Linked DNA regions of Gossypium hirsutum: region 2 is linked to region 1. The links are chromatin contacts, called in public Hi-C maps. All regions are on one chromosome and are shown on one strand. Each heading gives the region's core, a stretch centred on a gene start, on an enhancer-like site or on the middle of the called end of the contact. The rest is flanking DNA. Distances are from core to core; before and after follow the strand shown.

The links. Hi-C and Micro-C count contacts between places; a contact is called where the count stands out from the background.
Region 2: a contact with region 1 is called in a Hi-C map of leaf, with 2.1 times the contacts expected there. The contact joins the promoter of LOC107910664 here to the promoter of LOC107910712 in region 1. A contact is called at or near these places in 2 of 34 Hi-C or Micro-C datasets (both in leaf).

What each region holds. Positions count from the first base shown.
Region 1 is chrD08:46,980,153-46,983,755 of Gossypium_hirsutum_v2.1, forward strand. It overlaps LOC107910712, which reads left to right and starts at 1,791. Exons shown (of 9, transcript XR_005916740.1): 1 at 1,791-1,978; 2 at 2,475-3,177.
Region 2 is chrD08:47,112,181-47,115,783 of Gossypium_hirsutum_v2.1, forward strand. LOC107910664 reads right to left here and starts at 1,899. Exons shown (of 2, transcript XM_041098221.1): 1 at 159-1,899. The coding sequence starts at 1,899. The coding sequence ends at 982.

The DNA.
Region 1 (3,603 bases), core at 541-3,040:
ATTTCCAGTTTCATCTTCTACTCACTAACAAATCAAGAACAATTTCCAGCAGACTATCAAAACAATTTTCAGAACAAATCAAGAACAATATCAGAACAAATGCAACAATTTCCAGTTTCATCTTCTACTCACTAACAACGAGAAGCTAATATTTGAATTGAAAAAACAGCACTATCAACAATTTCCATTGTAAACTCTTTCAAAAAACAGCAGACTATCAAAAAACAGCAGACTTTTAAAAAACTGTCTGAATTGAAAACAGCAGACAGTTTCTATTGCTCACTGTATCAATATGAATATTTTAGCACAATGTATCAATACAAACTCTGATTTTAGAAGACATTGTGCACAAGACACAATTTTATCAAATTTATTTTACAAGTTAAACCAGAAGTTAAACATCAATACATACTTGCCCTTATGCCTTAAAACTCTTTGGATTACATAACAAAGGAAAAGAAATAGCAATACAAACATGCAATCGGGGAAAACTAACCTTTCAATACAGACTTGCAATACAGAATATTTTAGCACAATGTATCAATACAGACTCTGATTCTAAAATTTAGCTGAGTATGAACCAAAGTTTGTTAGACTGAGCAAAATAGATAATAAAATTTATTCCAATGCTACCTTAAGAAAAATGAAAATTGCGAACACAAACAGATAATCAAGACATAAAGCAAAGAAAAACACATTAAAGGAAAAATATGGTGTAACAGTATATGCTAAACTTGATTTTTTTTGGATAAACTTTGCTTTTTTTTTATTTATATAAAGGAAACAACAAAAGCTGCTACAGCAATACAAACATGCAATTAGGGAAAACTAACCTTTCAATCGAACATGCAATACAAACAAAACCATAAATACCTATGGAAAACTAACTTGTAATGAGCAAATTGGGGACGAGTGCGATGAAGAAGTGTTGGAACAAAGAACCTATAATGAGAAAAGGGAAATCGATTAAGTGTTGAAACGAAACCATAACCAGCAAATAATGCAACCAAACAAATAATGAAAAAAAATCATAACCAGCAAGAAACCCTATGTCAATTTACCAAGAAACTAACACCATGAACTGAAACAATCGCACCAAATAATTGTATTTATAAAAAAAATTGCAATAACACCCATTAATGCATGAAGAGAGGAAAGATGCCAAGATGGAAGTCGGGACCGGCTGGAGATTACTCACTTGTCACTTCAAAGCGTCCGGAGATCTAAGACCGTGGAGTCGGCGAAAGATGCCAAGATGGAAGTCGGGACCGGCTGGAGGTTTGGTTTGCTGGCAGCTTCTGTCGATGTTGGGAGGGAGAGGGTGGTTGGAGATCGATTTGAGTGATGAGTGCTGCAACGGCTTGAGAGGGTAAAAGAGAGACCGATTAGGTAATCCTTTCTTTTGGAAGGGATTACAAATCGGCGTTGCATAAGGAAAAATGGGGAATCTGTCCGCAGCGTAATAGGCCTGTATTAGGGCAATACAACGAACCAAACAAGGTAATCAGTAGGGCCACGGATTAGGGGTGTAATGGCAAACAAACATGGTGCAAGTGTTTTTTAATGAATAAATGGAAAAAAAAAAACACGGCAAGGGCTTATATGAATAAAAAAAAGGTACCAATGTAAGTACTCTTCCAACAAATTAGTAGTAAGGCATAAAAAATTCTAAATGATTCAACCGGCAACTGCCAGTTTCCAACCCCGTAGGCCGTAGTGGCTGACACGTTCATCCGTCTTCGCTAATCGGCGAAAAAGACAAAACCAACAACTGTTACCTTTGGTTTTTCGTTTTTGATTGTCTTTTTAGCGGTATGTACTATTTATTTTTAGAAAGCTTTGGTTTTTAAATTAATTTTCCTTCTTCTTTTTAGTCAATCGTACGAAAGAAAAAATAGAGATAAGCTTAGACGAAATCGACCAAGGATTTTTATTAGTTTTATGGTTCTTGCAGACATCGAATTAAGCTCTTTTTAAGGTACATTCATTTTTTTCCCCTTCTGATTTTCTTATTTTCATGTGTCTTTGCTTCTTTTTTTTTTTTTAGATGAAGGGTTTTTTTTTTCCTTTGTCGGCAGCGTATTTTCCCCTTGTTTTCTGGGTTTTTGTTTTAAAGGGTATGGGATTCTGGGTTTTATTCCGGTTTCAATTTTTAATTTATTTTATAGTTGCATTTAGACGTAGAGACCGGGAGCTGGTTGTAATCCCTCATCTGATTGTCGAAAAATAGGAGTAGTTTTTTTTTTTTCAAATTTCAAGCTTTACTGATTTTTCTGGGGGAGTTAAAAGATGATCATTTGTTTCGAGTTCCTTTATGTTTTAGCTTGTTCCTTTGGGTCTTTGATGATGAAAATTGAGCTATTCATGGTTCATAAATTTGCTATCTTTTTGTCCTTGGAGTTAGCATTTGAATTGACCATTGTTTTCATGTACTTGCCTACTACTAATATGAAATATTTCAATGGCAAATGCAGGATTGGTTGGTTTTTTTTGGTGAGACCTAGAACTGTTTGATATTTCTTTGAAGTCAAGGATTAGTTCATGTAGACCATGACTGAATTTTAGCTTGGCAGTAGTGGGGTTAAGTATCTCAAGGATTTGGGGTTTATTTTTGAATGGATCCCTTGTTTAGAAGAGAAAGAGATATTGAAGTAGATCTTGAAAGTGGTGGGATTACCAGTGAGGATGAAAAAACAAAAGATCGTGTTCCATCGAATTTACAAACAAAGAGAACTCTCAGTGGAGTTTGGAGTGATCTTTTGAGTTTTGATAAGATAGGAAAGGGTGAATCCAGCATGAACTCATGCAGTAGTTCTTCGAGTTTTGGTGGCGGAGTTGAGGGTGAGAATATGGAATGCTTGGTAGACAAGAATTCGGAAGGAGAAGAGAATCATGAACTCATGGCGGTAGCAGAGAAGAACTTAGCAGAAGTGAAGTGCAAGAAGAAAAGCACTAGGAAGCCTCCCAAACCTCCACGGCCACCGAAAGGTCCGCTGTTGGATGCTGCTGACCAGAAGTTGGTGAGGGAGATTGCTGAACTTGCCATGAGGAAACGTGCGAGGATGAAACGGATTAAAACATTGAGGAGGATGAAAGAAGCAAAGGCATCATCATCTAGCAGTGGCCTTTATGCTATGGTTATCACGGTTCTCTTTTGCTTCGTCTTACTCTTTCAAGGTATTTGACATCTTTAAAGTTCCAAGGAAGGACCCTAAATAAGAATTATTCTCGTCCTTAGATAAAATCTTTTACTAGTATAAATTTCATGGACTGCACGGTATGAATTCTACGAATAACAAAATCCCCTCAGTTTGTTGTGTTTCAAATTTGAGTAACATACCATTTCCGGGTTTTCACAAATAACTTTGTTGGAGAGTCATCATTTCCGATTACCAGAAAGATTTAGCTTGGTTAGCTTGTGTTATTACATAGATTAGGCAGCTTAACTTCGTTGATGAGCTATCTCTGTTTCGACCATGTCTAGTATAATGACATTGTAATTCTTGGTTGTTGCAATTATAGTTGTGCCTTGATATCGAACATTTTTCCTATATTCCCAAAGTATTGTAAAATATTCCCAAAGTATTGTAAAATCATCTGTAA
Region 2 (3,603 bases), core at 649-3,148, 130 kb after region 1:
CATGAAGTGGCATTTTTCATAATTTAAAACAAGATTAAATTCTAGGCATCTTTGTAATATCTTAGCAAAATTATCGAGACATTCGTTAAAAGAGTCACTGTGAAATCATGCATGAAGACTTCAATGATTTTCTCGATATAGTCAGAGAATATGCTCACCATACATCTCTGAAAAGCAGCCAGAGCATTACAGAGTAGCTGCGTTCAACTTCCTGTAATCGATGCAAACCCTCCATCCATTCTGGACTCGGGTAGGAACTAGCTCTCCTGATGAATTTTGCACCACTGTCACGCCAATTTTCTTGGGCACGACATGAACCGGGCTAACCCAATCACTGTCAGAGATCAGGTATATCATTCCAGCATCCAACATTTTCTAGATCTCTTTCTTTACTACCTCCGTCATGGGTGGATTAAGGCGCTTCTGAGCATCTCTATTTGGTTTCGTGTTATCTTCGATGGAAATTCTGTGCATACAAGTGGATGGACTTAACCCTTTTATGTCGGCTATTATCCAACCAATAGCTTATAATCCTTTAGAACTTGACCTAGACTTTCCTCCTCGTCTTTGGTTAGTCTGTTTGACACTATTACCTGTAAGGTGTCTTTCTCTCCCAAAAAGACATACTTGAGGTGGTCCGATAACGCTTTAAGCTCCAAGGTTGGTGGCTGCAAAATTGAAGGCAACATTTTAATTTGGGAAGGTAATAGTTCAAATTGGTTACCTCGATTCGTCAACGATGGTTGCGTCTCCAAGTGTTTGACAATTTCTCGCAACGGATCTTCTATAACTGCTAACTCCTCGAGACGACTCAATACATCCATGTCAATGCTTCTGTAAAGGACAGTTTCCAACTCATCAAAGTCATGATATTTAGAATAATTTTGAGTTAAACAATCTATACTATCGATGCTGGAAATATTTGACAATGAGTTAGGATGACTCATGGCTTCGTAGACATTGAATTTCACGATTTCGCCATCAATTTTTGACAATGTTTGACAATGTTCCACTCTGAACATCAATTTTTGCGCTCGCGGTACTTAGGAACGGTCTTCCAAGCAAAATGTCAGACGAATTAGTGGAGTTATCGTCCTCCATATTAATAATGTAGAAATCTGCAGGGAAAACTAATTCGTTAACTTTAACAAGGACGTCTTCAAGTAACTCTTCGGGATAGATGACTGACCTGTCTGCTAACTGGATTATTACTCCTGTCTTTTTCAAAGGACCCGCGTTAATCAACTTATATATAGGATAAGGCATAACATTAATGGAAGCCCCTAAATCACACATGGCTTTCTTAATGCCTACATTACCTATCTCACAGGAAATAGCGAACATACCTTGGTCCTTATATTTGGGCGGAACTTTCTTTTGCAGTACTGCAGAGACATTTTCTCCTACATTTACTCTTTCGTTACCTATTAACCTTCTCTTGCTAGTGCACAATTCCTTGAGAAATTTCGCATAACAAGGGATTTGTTTGATAGCGTCGAGCAAAGGGATATTCACCTCCACTTTCCTGAACGTTTCGAGGATTTCTTTTTCCTCATTTTTCTTTCTTATCCTTCGCGAGTCTCCCTGGAAAATGAGGTGGCACCACAACTGATTCCTGAATTTTTTATTCCGGTCTGGCTTTTGGATCAGAGATCTGTTTTTCCCGTTCGTTGTCTTGCAATGACTTTCGTCTGGAACTGTTTCCAGAACTTTTTCGCTACGAAAAGTTATTGCACTTGCATTCTGCCGAGGATTCGGCTCTGTCTGGGAAGGTAATTTACCTTGAGATTCCAAACGATTAACCGCCATCGAGAGTTTACTAACTTGATTAGTTATCTCTTGTATTGATGCTTCTGTCCTCTGTTGGTACTTCGCAACATCGACGGCAAGTCTTTCCATAACAGCTTCTAGAGATGTGCTCGGCTTGGGTGGCAGTTACGGTGGTTGCAAAGGTCTCGATTGGTATGATGGATTATATCGAGGATTAGCTCCGTAATTCAAATCGGGATGATCCTTCCACCCGGGATTGTAGGTGTTAGAAAATGGATCATATCGTCTTTGTGGAGGTCCCGGAAAACCTCCGACAGCGTCGATATGTGCCGTTGAATTTTCGTTAAGGATTGGGCACAAATCCGTCGGATGTTCAGATGTAGTACAAACTCCACATAGTTGGGTCCGATTCTTCTTTTCTGTAAGCATAGATTGAACAATATTAGTGAGCTTATCCAATTTATCTTCTAAGGATGAAACGTTTACCCCATTAACCCATCTTGTGGGTTCTGAATTCGGCCGATACTGTTGAGAATTTGCCGCCATGGTGGATATCAATTCTCTTGCCTTTTGAGGAGTCATATTGACAAGCGCCCCCCACTAGCCGCGTCAATCATTTTCATTTCCATAGGGAGCAAACCCTCGTAGAAATACTGAAGAAGTGATTGCTCGGTCAAACCGTGTTGAGGACAACTTGCACACAATTTTTTGTACCGCTCTCAATAATCATAGAGCGATTCGCTTTCCATTTGGCGAATTCTCACTATGTCTCTCCTAAGTTCAGCTACTCGCGATGCTGGGAAAAATCTGTCAAGAAAAACACGAGATAAGTCATCCTACGTTGTAATAGAACCAGGGGTAAGTAAAATAACCATTCTCTTGCTGTATCAACTAAAGAGAAAGGAAAGGCCCGAAGTTTAATTTTTTCTTTGGTTAGTCCCTGTGGTTTCATGCTTGAGCAGACCATGTGGAATTCTCTCAAGTGGGTATGTGGATTCTCATTCTTCAAGCCTCGAAAAGTGGGCAAAAGGTGAATCAGGTCTGACTTCAACTCGAACGGGGTTTCTCTGACTGGATAGTTTATGCATAACGGTGTTTGCTCGTTGGGAGCAGCGGCTAGTTGACGAATGGTTCGGTTCGCCATCCTTTCTGGTTCGCCGAGGTTGTCTTCTACTTCTTTTGTTTCAGAAAGTGGTTCGGTCTCAAGATCAACTACTTCGACTTGTTTCCTACGTCGAATTGCCTCTGCACGAATTGCTTGTCTCAATTTTTCAATGTCGGTTTCTAAGAGCCCTTTTCCTAGCTCAACTTCTGCTTTACTTGCACGTTTAAGAGCTTCTGTCTCTTTCCGTCGTGCTCGTGCTGATTTTTCGATCTCTGGGTCGTATTCGAGATCTCCGGATGAAGATTTGATCATGAAGATGATTTAAACAATTATACAGGTAAAATCGTGAACATATCAAAACTAGTATTCCATGTAAAGTGAGACCTAAAACAACCCAAATTCCGAAGGCCATTATTAAAAAAGAAAATCCTGAAACAGAAGACATCCATTCCTAGTTATAGTTGTGCTACCTCTCCTTTCAGATATATCCAGGATCGAATTAAAATCACCAGCAATTAGCCAAAGTTCATCACATGACTCAACTACAGAATTCAAATGATCGCACAACATATGCCTATTAATTCATTGGGGACTAGCATAAACAACCAAGCAAAAAATCTCAACAATTTTTGGCCATTACCAATCCACATGTGAATAGCCTGAGAATTTAATCGCAAAATTTTAACATTAACAATATCATTCTAGAGAACCCAAATATCACATGAGAA